Regions from separate parts of the Mus musculus genome. Here region 1 is linked to region 2. Evidence: chromatin contacts called from public Micro-C data. All regions are on one chromosome and are shown on one strand. Each heading gives the region's core, a stretch centred on a gene start, on an enhancer-like site or on the middle of the called end of the contact. The rest is flanking DNA. Distances are from core to core; before and after follow the strand shown. Region 1 has its middle 110 kb from the start of Gm35667. Region 2 has its middle 30 kb from the start of Gm35667.

Region 1 (6,342 bases), core at 3,499-5,998, 80 kb after region 2:
CTCCTCCTTCTCAGAGGAGAAGGAGAGGGGATGTCGTGGGAAGGGGCTGTGTGAGGGGGAACTGGGAAGAGGGGGAACTGCAATCAGGATGTTGAGTGAATAAATAAATAATTAATGGAAAAAAAGAAAAATAAAGCCATTTTATCACAGGTACCAAATGAATGTGTAATTGAGTTCCCTGATTCAGGCTGGTTGGGTCCATCTTTCCTGCAGTCATTTCTGAGATGACCCCGCTCACCACAATTAAAACATTTGGAATCTTGGGTGAATTCTAGGTGTCTAGTGGCAAATTCTCATATTACAGTCGAGTTGTGTTTTTATTGCAGGGGCATATTTGGGCTGGAGAATTACCACAACACCTTGATATCTTGGGCTCTTTTAATGTGACATCCTATTTTACCTTGCATTGCTATGAGAAAATAGGGGCCACTAACTCACTGAGACAGGTAAGAAATGAACATGGCTCCCACTGCTGCTGGAAATGTTGAAGTTTGGTTTGTTGCTATATATTGTAATGCTAAATGCAGGTCCCCCAAGACCTGGTTGTCCAAGAGACAAGAGAGTCCTCAGGTAGACCTGAGTGATGCTATATGACCTTGCCCCCCAAGTTATTTCTGACTGGCAAATAAAGATGCCAACAGCTAATAGTTGGGCAGAAGATACATAGGCAGGGTTTAGGGTTCCCAGTGTCAGAGGTGAACCTTGAGGTAGAGAAGGTGAATGGTTGAGGAAGCCACCATGGGTTAGGTGAGTCGTGAAATGATGGCCATGTGGGTGGGCTGATTGGAGTTAAGAGCAGCCCAGGCAAAACATGGCAAATTATATAATGGGAGTATTGGCTGGGAAATAGATATAATAGCATAGAGGATAAATATCAGCCCAGCTCTTGGGCTGATTAAGCCTGATTATAAAAACAAAGGTTAAGTGCATGTTTTATCTAGGAACTAAGTGGTCAAAGGTAAGGTAGAAACCCTGGGTTGGGATTAAATGCTTTCTACAAGAGAATACAAATTTATAGTTCATCATGTTGGTTTCCCATCCTGAACAGCTGCTGTTCATGTGTGCGTGTGTCTCTTTTATTCCTGTAGAAGCAATCTTCTCAAGTCACAGTATTTTGCCTTTCAGTCCTGCTCTGAGCAAGGAGAGCACAGATGGGTGCTTCCATTCTGACCATGGTTATGGAGGTGTCAAGTGAGGGACTTCGGTATTTAAACAAACCCCCGGCACTCCGTGAGTCTATTTTATTTAGTGCTTGATAATTAACTAGATACAGCTATTCTTATTGTACAAGGAACTGTGTCTTTTTGACCCTCGTGTCTCCTTTATTTCACCTACTGATAACCTACAGACATAGAAGCATGTTTTTTTCTTGACAGTTAAGTTCAGCAGAAGAGTGGGCCCAGCGGCCTGTCATTGAGCGGCAGTGGTGGAGGTTTTTTGAGCAAGTGCTGCTGCTGGAGGAAGCCATTTATCTGTACATAGGTCAATTGTTGACTTAAAGGGAAATATTTAAGTGACCTAATATTTGTTTTTAAATGAGACTAAAATATTTTAGAGAAATAATTTAAATATTTTATATAATTCTTTTGAAGACATATCAGGAATGATGGGGGCTTTGGGAAAATGGGGATAGTGAAAAGAGGTCAGAGGTCATACAGAAGGTCAGAGGTGACCTCACCCCTCATCACCCTCTTCTAATGCCATTCAAAAATTCCTTCTTGCTTGCCAAGTAATGCAGATTCAGATTCAAAGATCAAGAATTGCTTTGAAGTAAAAAAGAATTTCCAAAGAAATCCTGGATGTTTCGCCTGTCCATAAATAAATGGAGAGGGTTTTGAAGTTTTCTTTTGGGAGCAAGTGGCTGTCTTTTTTGCATACGTTCATTTGCTTGCTCTTTCTCTCAGTACCCATGAGGGATTTAATGAAACAAACCTGACTTTTGCTTTCAGGAGACACACAGGAGACAACAGTATACTAACAGTCCGAGAATATCACCATACATTAGAAAAATGGGCTCTAAGCCAGTTTTGTTCAACCTTTATCTAATCTCAAGACAGTGATAAGAATTGAAATGGGCTCTGAGAAAATCTGCAGAGAATTTATGATGATAATAACAAAGTGCAGAGAAGCAAGGAAGAAACCCACATTTAATTTGCATAAAATTTAAATACAAAATTTGCATAAAGATCCAGAAACCTGAGACACTCCACCAAGGCTTTTGATTATCATCTGTTCAAATTGTAAGGAGCTCCCGTCAGAGGGTGCTTTCACGGATAACAGACAACCATCTTAGAATATTTTTATGATTTAAAAATTTTAAACATCGAAAGTTTTAGGAATCATAAACCTCAAAATTTTCTCTTAGTAACAACTAAGGTACAAAGCTATCTTGTGATAATGTAAACAGATATAGAATTGTTGAACCAGAATTTGTCTCATGAAGTATGCAAAAGAAATGTATGTAATCCATAGAAATTCATAAGTAGTCACTGGAGTCACCCTGCTCCTCACATGTACACTACTAAAAAGGCTCATATATCACATCAAACAGAAGTATCGGGTAAAGGTGCTGGTCAGAGGCTGCTGCTGGGCTGGGTGCCCTCTGGGCCCCAGCCAATCCTCTGCAGCTGTGTTTTGCTTAAGTCCATGGTCACCTAGAACTTGACAGGAGGGTTGTGATCTGCTGTTGGCCAGTGAAGCAGATGTTCAAATCATGTGACACAGGGGGCAGCGGAGCACAGGCCACAGTAGAGCTAGATACCTCTTGGGTTTTGCTGCCAGTAGGAAGCATAGAACACACAATCCATCTTTAGCCTGCTGGAGCATCCCTTGAAGAGCTCTGGCCAAAGCTACTCATTGCAGGTGCTTGACGGGGAAGTCTGTGCACTCCGGGTTCTCTGATTGAAGAGGTGCTGATAATATAGTTATAGCACTCCGTTGCTTAGTTGTAGCACGTGAGTTGGGCACTTAGAGCCCAGTGCATTCTTTTTATCAGTATAATTTTATTTTTTGTGTGCGTGCATGATTGGAGAGTGTGAGTTTGTTAAGGGGGTGACACAGGTGTGGACGGCAGAGGACAGCCTTGGGTGTCAGTACTCATTTTCCACCAGAACATAGTCTCTACTGATACAGAAAGCAGTCTTAAAAAAGGAAACAAATGTTGCATTTTGGAGTTGCTAATTAACCCCCTCTGCGGTAATTTGTTGTGTGAGCATACAAATTCATTTTTACAAAATAGAGACTAAAATACAGAAAGTTTTTCCTTCTTGTAAGTACTAAGTGATGTGAATACCAGGTTAAACCTCAGGTTTAACCCACACCTCAGCAGCTTTCTCAGAAATACAGCCATATAGATCTTATGATTCTCAGAAGGAAAGGTCAGGTTCTTGTCTCTCCTTCTCTCCTTCCCTTTCCCTCCCTTTTCTAACAAACCAGGACGCTCAATGTTTCAACCACAAAGACCCTTCTGTAAAAGCTGTCACTGGGTCCTTGGTTGGCCACCAAGATTTGAGAGAGTCTTTTAGGCCATGATGAGTCAAAATACAACCGACTTTCATTTTTCACTTTGGTAGCTAGAGAAATGACTTAGCAGTGGCAATGTGATCAAAATTTAGTGGCAACCCCCGGGGACATTATGCAATGATTCAGCCCTAGTGATTGACCCTGTGACCTTTTAAATTTGTCTAACATGTCCATGAAGTTGGAATTTGGTCATGTGGTCTCAAAAAGTCAACAACCTAGCTATGTAGGTAAAAAATACTCTTTCCCAATCTAAAGGGATCAGGCCTGCCCTTGGAGTCTTCAATGGTTTTGAACAGGACTGTTTGGACTGGATGAAAGCAGGCAGCACATGCTAAATGCTACTAGCTTTCAATGCTGTGAAGGTATAGGACATTTCATCCTCTTGGAAGACAGGGAGGGGGGGGGTCTAATCCTTGTAAGGAAATCTGAACTAGAAGAAAGTCAGTGCAGCTTAAATTAGTGACAAGGTCAAGATCCAAGTCCAAGGAACTTGGTTTTAGGATTTATCATCCAACCACATCACTGTCCTGGGTGCTGAAGGAAGAAAGTTGCACAGAGCTCTTGGTTAGTTTTGTTGTGTACATATTGTTATATTCCAGTTGTCTGTGTAATCGGATAGAGTTTTAAACAGATTTTCATCCAGTGTTGTGTCTCAATAATTATTCAGTTCTTGCTTTTTTTTTTTAAACTTGAATTCAAGATGTGTTATTCCTCCAGAATCCAATTCAAGGTTGTTGTTTCTCCAGATGCTCATCTGGATGAATCAGACCCTGCCTGGACCGTAATGGCCAAGATGAGCTCCGATGGTGGCCTGTGTGCTGAGATCCCCCATGCTCACAGTGATGTCTGCTGTCCGAGCTCAACTTGTGTCCTGTACAGAAACTCACTAGGATTACTTTCCCGGTGGACTCTGGGCATGACTCTCCACAAGCCTCACTCCTGGATGGGATGTCTACCCTTTTTTGGACAGAAATATAACTTTGGGGCCTCTTAAGCAAACCCAGTATCAGAAGTGTGAGGAAGGGCGATTAGAACGAGGAGCAACAGCAAGAGCCGTTGAGCTGTTTGAATCTGTTGGCAGAAAAGATTAGAGAAGAAAATGTATCTCCAAGACTGATTATGTGGATAGCCTTCGCCATGATACAAGGGCTTTGGCATGGCCAGGCTGTCACGAGCTTGGCTGTGGTTGTGAGATCACTACTCCTTTCTTCTACATTCCTGGCTGAGAGTCAAATTCAGAGAGGTGGCGGGCTGAGGCTGGGTGCAGCTGTCAGCATGTCTGTGGGCATCCGAGGAGGCGTGATGATGGCCCCCACACAGCAGGGAGTAGACTTGGACCCTCCTTTTCACACCAGGACTCAGGGAAAAGTGGGTCAAGGTCAGCTCAAGCAGCTCCACTGAGGGAGGGCTTGACCTTCACCTAGTGGTCATTGCGCATGGGTGGGCCACTCTTTTCAGGTTAGGGACCCTTAGGACTGACAGTTTTCTCTGTATAGAACTGTGGGTCTTCCTAACAGATTCCTTTATAGATAGAAATGAACCCTGTTGGATATACTTTCAGAGAGAAAACTGAAACTTCAAAGGGATTTCATATAACTATAGGAGGGATTTCAAAATATGAGCTAATGGCTAATTGTTCTTAAGGGCAGGAGAATGAGAACAGTCAATAGTAAGGTTCATTTCAACCTACCTTGAGCATTCGCAATTCTGAATTACTCCAACATGCAACAATAGGATCGATGTTGGGAAGGCTCGATGGATGAAAATGTTCTCTGTGAAGCCTGAAGGGCTGGATACACCCTGATGAACTCCACATGTGTTCTGAACATGTCTGCACTCAAGTGTGCTATTCTCACACAATAATATATACAAGCATTTTTAAGAGGAGGATATTTCCACTTAGAATACTTAGCACCATTTTTTTTTTTTTTTTGAGACAGGGTTTCTCTGTGTAGCCCTGGCTGTCCTGGAACTCACTTTGTAGACCAAGCTGGACTTAAACTCAGAAATCCGCCTGCCTCTGCCTCCCAAGTGCTGGGATTAAAGGCGTGTGCCACCACACCTGGCTAGCACCATTTTTTAACACAGAAAATTTCCCTTCTTATTTTCCTTAATTATTAGATGAAGAGTTAGATAATTTTACCCAGGCTTAGGCTAAGGTATGTAATTTAATTTCCCTATTTCTGAATATCCACTATGATATTAGAATACAGCAAGACTACTGGTATGTCATAAGGTTAAATATGTCATTCTGTCTAATTATTTATACAAATAAATTATTTTTTATAGAACTAAAATATGAGGACTTTCTAGTTTTAACATATGCTATGAACACGAGAACATAAAAATATAAAGTTCAAATTCTAAACAGTAAATTGTTTAAGCAGTTTGTGGCCATTTTTAAAAAGTGCTGTTTCTAAAGCAGAGAATCAGAGCTGAGAAACAACTTGGGTTCAGCGGGCCTGGACCAGGTAATGAGGCATCTCAGCTCAGCCTCCTCATCCAAAAGTAGTGGAGGTAACTGTGTGTGTGTGTGTGTGTGTGTGTGTGTGTGTGTGTGTGTGTGTGCATAAACAATAATCCAATCTAATATTTATAATTTGCCAAGCACCATACTGAAAACATAGCACTGAATAACTTTTTGACCGTGATAATGATATGTGATAGTATGACTACTGGGCTCAGGAGATGGGTCAATAGATAGAGCTTGCTTTTCAAGCATACTGATATGGGTTTGAGCCTCAGAACCCTTGTGAGAAACTAGGCACAGTGGACTCGTTACCCAGTACTGGGGAGCTGAGGACAGGTGGGACTCACTGG
Region 2 (6,307 bases), core at 3,226-5,725:
GGATGCTTTTAATGAAATTTGGTATAAGATTTGGTGCATCTATGTGTAGGGTAATGTCTTCTTGGACATTTGTTGCTTGAATAGAATGAAGTTCCTTTCTTTATCTTTTCTGATTAATTTTGGTGTGAGCTCTGTTTTGTCAGGTATCAGGATAGTGACAAGATTAATCCCTGGTCCTATCTTCTTGGAAGACTTTATCCATCCTTTCACTTTTAAGGTAAGGCATGCCTTTTTTAGATAGAAAAAAGATGGATTGTTCTTCTTAAACCACTCAACTAGCCTGTGCTTTTTTTGATTGGGGAACTGGGGCCTTTAATATTTAAAGTTATCCTTGAGAGGCATGTACTGATTGTTATCATCTTGTGGCTTTCTTGCTGTTTGTTTTCTAACTTTTGTTCTGTATTTCAATTATTACAGTTTCATTTGTTTCTTTCTGTAGTTTCCGGGCTATGATTATTCCTTCATTCAGCCTGAAGTATTGCTTCTAACATTCTCTGCAGGGTGGGTTTTGTGTACGTGAGTTCTTTTAGCCTGTTTGTACTGTGTGAAAAGCTTTTCTTTTTCCTCAAACTTTTGCAGGTAAGTTTTCATAGGTAAAGGCGTTTGGATTGGCACCTGTGGTCTTTAGAATCTGGAGTACAATGCTTCCAGTCTTTCCCCGGCTAAATTAAATACATGCTTAAAAAGGAAGTAATTGTTAATGTTAAACTTATTTCATTAAATTTAATCAGTACTATTTAAAATTATGTTTCAGTATTTAAAGTGGTCAAGACAATAAAAATTTTTTATAGGTTCCTCCATATTGTATAATTTGGAAAATTAGCTTCTTTCCTGTAATACAATATTCTGACAAGATTCTGTTTGTGAGGCTTAAGTACACTTAAGGTGTTTTTTTTTTTTTTTTTTTTTTTTTTTTTTTTTTTGTCTACAAGAGCTTGTGCACATAACTTATCTGAATGGATTTGACGAACAGCTAGATGCCAGGTAGAATTAACACATTTCATCCTGAGTGTTCTGTATAATTAAGGCTTGTTTAAACTGGTTCTCTTTCCTTGCAGAATAAATGCTTAGCTAGCAGGACAATCTGTGATTTTAATGACTGTTTCTCACAGATCTTTGAAGATATATAAAGCCTGATAAATATAAGGGTGTAGAAGCCACCCCGCAGCTGTGTGTTCCGTGTCCGCATTTTGGTTCTGTAGAGTGATGGTGCCTCTTCCTGTTGGGAGTCACTGCTTTATCTATCACTAGGGGAATGGCTAGTGAAGTCCTTTAACCTGCTGGGTAACAAGAGTAATTTACTGAAGGAAAACTGGATTTTTGACTGTGTATTAGATCCTGTGAGTAAATTGTGGGGATTATAAATGTACATATGAAATATATTCCTTTCTAAATTGATGCTTTCTTGGAGTGTATGCGAAGTATAATCATGAACCTGTGAATAAAAATGAAAGCAGAGAATTGCAAGTTGATAGAGATTATTTGAAAATTCCGTAATAGAAAAATAATTATTCCATAACAATCTAGTTATAACGCAGGCAAACTAAAGACAACAGACATATCCCAGTCTTCTTCGAGGCTATGAGCATTTGTGTTGTATATTGTTACAAAAATTATATGATATTCCTGACTTGGGTCTTAAGATATTTCTAAAGAACAAAAAAAGGTATATATGTATTCAGCTTCATCCATGCAAAAGAATAAAATGTCCTGGGGTCGAGGAACATGAGGAGATTTTACAAATGTGATTTAAGGATCCTGTGAAATGTAGATGCAGCAGCCTTGGCCCGCTCAACTTTAAATCTGTTTGTTACACCAGCATAATCTCACTGGAATGCATCTTTGACTGTGCTGATTGGTCATAATTCTGAATTTTCAAGTTTCTCTCTGGCCTAAGCATCTACAGCAGCATCTCAAACACTTTTCTCAGAAGCTACTTGTGTTGGTTTGAATGATAATGGACCTTGTAGATATATTTGAGGACTTGGTTCCTAGTTGGTGGAACTGTTTGGGAAGGATTAGGAGATGTGCCCTTGTTGGAGGAGATGGTCTACTGGGGCAGGTGATCTCTCTCCCTCTCCCTCTCCCTCTCCCTCTCCCTCTCCCTCTCCCTCTCCCTCTCCCTCTCCCTCTCCCTCTCCCTCTCCCTCTCCCTCTCCCTCTCCCTCTCCCTCTCCCTCTCCCTCTCCCTGCCCCCCCCCCCCCCCCGTCTTTCAGCTATGGTTCCAGAGCCATGACTGACTGCCTACTGCTGCCATGCTCCCCGACATAATAGTTATTGATTGTAACCCTTCAGGACCACGGGCTCCAAATTAAATGCTTTCTTTTATCAGTTTCCTTGGTTACAGTGTCTTGTCACAGCAATAGAAAGTTCACCAAGGCACCACTGAGTTGTTCCCCTCCTCTGTCCATCACTGACTGATCCAGTCTTTTCACTTTGATATCCTACCACGTCTCCCTTTTATGTGATCTTGGCAGAGCCTTAAGGCATATTGCTATGTCAGGACACCTAACCTACCAGCCTCATTAGTTTTCATTTCTTCTAGAAAAGCTATTCTACTTTGTTTTTCTTTTGAGACAGGATCTTGCTGTGAGCTTTGGTTGCTGAGCTTACTGTGTAGCCTAGGTTGGCTTAGAACCCATCATTCTTCTTCAGCCTCCTGAGTGCTGGGATCCCAGATAAACACCACGACGCCTGCATATTATTTTTCTGATGTAGGAAGAGCAGGTTCTATTCTAGGTTGCAATAATTTTCATAGACACCTTTTCTTTCCCTGTTCCCTCAAAGGGGAAACTTGTTGGAAGTCCTCTGTATGACTCACATGAACTTTCCTTTTCATTGTTTTACATGTATGTGTGCACGTATGTATGCATGCATGTGTGTATATGTGCATGCATATGTATGTGTATATGTATGCATGCATGTGTATGTATGCATATGTGTATGTATGCATGTGTGTATGTATGTATGTGTGTATGCATGCATGTATATATGTGTATGTATGTGTGTATGCATGTGTGTATATATGCATGTATGTATATGTATGTGTATATGTATGCATCCATGTATGTATGTATGTATGCATGTATGTGTATATATATGTATGCATGTGTGCATGCATGTATGTGTGTATGTATGTATGTGTATGTATGTGTATATGTATGTGTATGTATGTATATATGTTGTGTGTATACATGTTGTTTATACATTGCTAGTTATGTAGTACTACACAGGCTGAGGACCCTGACTGGTGCAGTCCTGTACAGGTCTTGTGCATGCTGTCTTAGTCTCTGTGAGTTCCTATGAGCTTTCCTCGTGTTGATTTACAGGGTCTTGTTTGCTTGGTGTCCTCCATCCCCTCTGGTGCTTACATTCTTTCTGCTTCCTCTTCTGATGACTCTAGAGGGGGAGAGTTTTGATGGAGATCTCTCGTTTAGGGCTGAGTGTTCTGAGATCTTTCATTCTCCATAATGTCTGGTTGTGGGTGTATGTATTTGTGCCTATCTGATGCAGGGGGAAACTTCTCTGATGTTGACTGGGCAACACATTAATGTACACGTACAGCAAAATGTCACCAGGAGTCATTTCATTGCTATATTTTGTTGTAGTTGTGGTTCCACAGAGCAGTAGTATTTGGTTTTGCCTCAGGTCCCTGGATCATCTAGTCTTAGGTTCTTGGTTACCTAAACAGTGCTAGGTATGGCGGCATAGGCTCCATCCCATGGAGTGGGCCTTCAGTCAAATCAGATATTGTTTGGTTATATTCCCACATGCTGTGTGCTGCCATTTCTCTAGCATTCTTATGAGGACACAACTGTAGATCTGTAGGTTTTGTAGCTAGTTTAGTGTTTATCTTTTTCCTTTGGTGGTATGCAGAGTACCTTCACTGTAATTTATCTGAGACAATGCAAAGTTTTTATTAATTTACACAGGCTCTCATTTGAGACTCATGTGTAATTTAGCCTTTGGTATTTTATCTTAAGCTTAGTTACTATTACAGGAGGGAAGCACAGTAATGTGAGCTTGCATGCACCCAGAACTAGCCGCAGTTGATAGCAATTTTACTTTAAAATTCTAAGCAATATAGGAGTAGAATTGCATTTAACCCACAAGCCAGCAGCTCACAGGGGATCAGTGGTAAACTGTGAAGCAATGTTCTAAAATTTCATTTGGGATGTAAATATACTTTCTAAATTAAACTACTTATAAGGAAATCAGGGATTCCTCATCTGGCCACTAGGTGTCAGGAAAGCTCCATTCTAGAAACTTCTGGTGGGGGAAGGGGACACGGTGTAGTCCATTTGAGGACATCTGCTGTTCACAAAGGTAAAGCAAACAAAGTAAAACACAACAACAACAATAACAATAGCAACAGCAACAGCAAAGCCCAACCATCTTACAAATACACAGACTGCCCAGTGAAGGGCCTTACGCAGAGGACCAGAGAACTAACACCAGTCACCAACGGTGCAAAAGTCTACTTGTGGCCACAGTGGTAAGTCCCTCCTTTTGTTACTATGTTCTATGTGTCCACACACATAATAATGGTGTCCACAGTGGCTCCTGGGTTCCTATTTCCTCACATCCCACCTGGTGGTGCGCCCTCTCAGATGACCCTTTTTGTCGTTTTGGGTTCACGGGTTTCCTCTGGCAATTGGGCAGTTAACTGCATGAAGGGCAGTGGGTTATAAGGTCAAGCCCCCACGCCTCACGTTCCAGAAGGTCTCAAATAGACATGGCTTCCCGTTTACAGTCTTACTTTTCAGCAATATATGTCACTAAAGATGGCTGGGCCTCAGACCCCCACCTCTCTCTATGCTTTCTACAGAGGATGCACAGAGAACAACTCACGTTTGTTTGTGTGCATTTGGACAATGCCTGGCTATGAAGACTCTTACACTGGAGAGAGTCTCAGCACATCATTGTAACATAACTGTGTGGAAAGGATAAATAAAAGAGGGAGCTGGCTGTGTGGTGACTCCTGAGGGAAAGCCAGGATGAGAGCAAGGGGAGAGCCCTCGCCCATCTTGAGTGTAGTTCCGTGGCTTCCGGGGGATTGGTGAGGGTGCTCTTGCCCTGCTTACGACGGCTTTCAGAAGTTTTCTGTAAAATTTGAACAAAAAGACTGAAGATGAGACACACAAAAAAGGGAAAGTCTAGTGAGTAAAAGGATTTACTTCAATAACTCCCCAAATCCTACCCCCAAGTGCGAGGATCATCTCAGTGCTGCACAGCCGCGAGCGAGCAAGCGAGCGAGCGAGCCGGGCCCTGACACTGTGGTGCGAGACCATGATTCATACGAAAGGCAGCATAATTACTGTGAAGAGCAGATTGGATTTCCAAATGAGGAAAGCGCATTCTAGTTCTTTCTTGGCTACGGATAAACACAATTGATTTATGATGAATATGAGGGTCCTGGTTATCTGGCAAATGTATTGTATTTCATGTCGAATAAGCTTAGAGATTTTTTTTTATTTTTTTATTTTTTGCATGTCTACATGAAACCCAATCTGTGCACAACCAGGAGAGCCCGAAGGAATGGTGGCTGGAACTCCTGATGGATGGGAGGAGTGCCACACCGGGCACTCCAGAGGGCAGCATATCTGCTTCCCACCAGCAGTGAGACCACTGTGTGCCTCAGTTTGAATAGCAGAGAAGCGTAGGTTTATATAGCTACTTATCTATTTGTTTACAACTTAAAAATGATGTATTTGACAAATGAGCTTCTGTTTTCTTCAGAGGATACTGAGACTATTTTCTCAGGTCCTGCCTCTCAGGTGATAGCACTCCACAGTAGCTTGCTTGCAGCTCACTTCCAGCCCTCCTCCCGGGGGGTGGGGGTGGGGGTCTCAGATGTGTTTTGGAGAGTCCCATCACTATTGCGTTTCAATGCTGGGAAGAAATTTTGTTAGAGATAGTTCAAAGGCAGAATCTCCATCTTCTCTTAGATTCGTTGCTTCTGCACTGAACTGACAAACCATCTCTTGCTTCATTGGAGCCAGTTCATCCATCTGTTCTTGGCAAGGTGGGTGGTGGGTACACTCAGAAATCTGTCGGATTTCCTGAGTTGGAGTCCCAGCAAGATCAGGTATAAGAAAAGTGACTTCAAACAACCTATTTAATCTCCCCGTTACTTGGTTTTTCTTGTCTTTAAATCTCCTTGGTTTCTTACTGTGATTTATTTATTTATTTATTTATTTATTTATTTATTTATTTATTTATTTATAAATGCAGAGGTAGTTGTCTGAGAAACAGTAAGTGTGCTTTTTGGTCTTTTCAGTTAAAAATATGGCTAATTTATTCTAT

The links. Hi-C and Micro-C count contacts between places; a contact is called where the count stands out from the background.
Region 1: a contact with region 2 is called in a Micro-C map of muscle stem cells, with 4 times the contacts expected there. The contact joins two enhancer-like sites. A contact is called at or near these places in 17 of 484 Hi-C or Micro-C datasets (the AtT-20 cell line, the C2C12 cell line, the HPC-7 cell line and 10 more).

The regions. Positions count from the first base shown.
Region 1 is chr3:128,077,878-128,084,219 of GRCm38.p6, forward strand. No RefSeq gene overlaps it. Among named protein-coding and RNA genes, the nearest start is that of Gm35667, 110 kb to the left of the region's middle. Within about 2 kb of position 4,749, at least 4 of the 459 cell types and tissues checked have an H3K27ac peak or open chromatin away from gene starts, as enhancers often do. A contact at or near this core is called in muscle stem cells, where this site is marked.
Region 2 is chr3:127,997,831-128,004,137 of GRCm38.p6, forward strand. No RefSeq gene overlaps it. Among named protein-coding and RNA genes, the nearest start is that of Gm35667, 30 kb to the left of the region's middle. Within about 2 kb of position 4,476, at least 6 of the 459 cell types and tissues checked have an H3K27ac peak or open chromatin away from gene starts, as enhancers often do. A contact at or near this core is called in muscle stem cells, where this site is marked.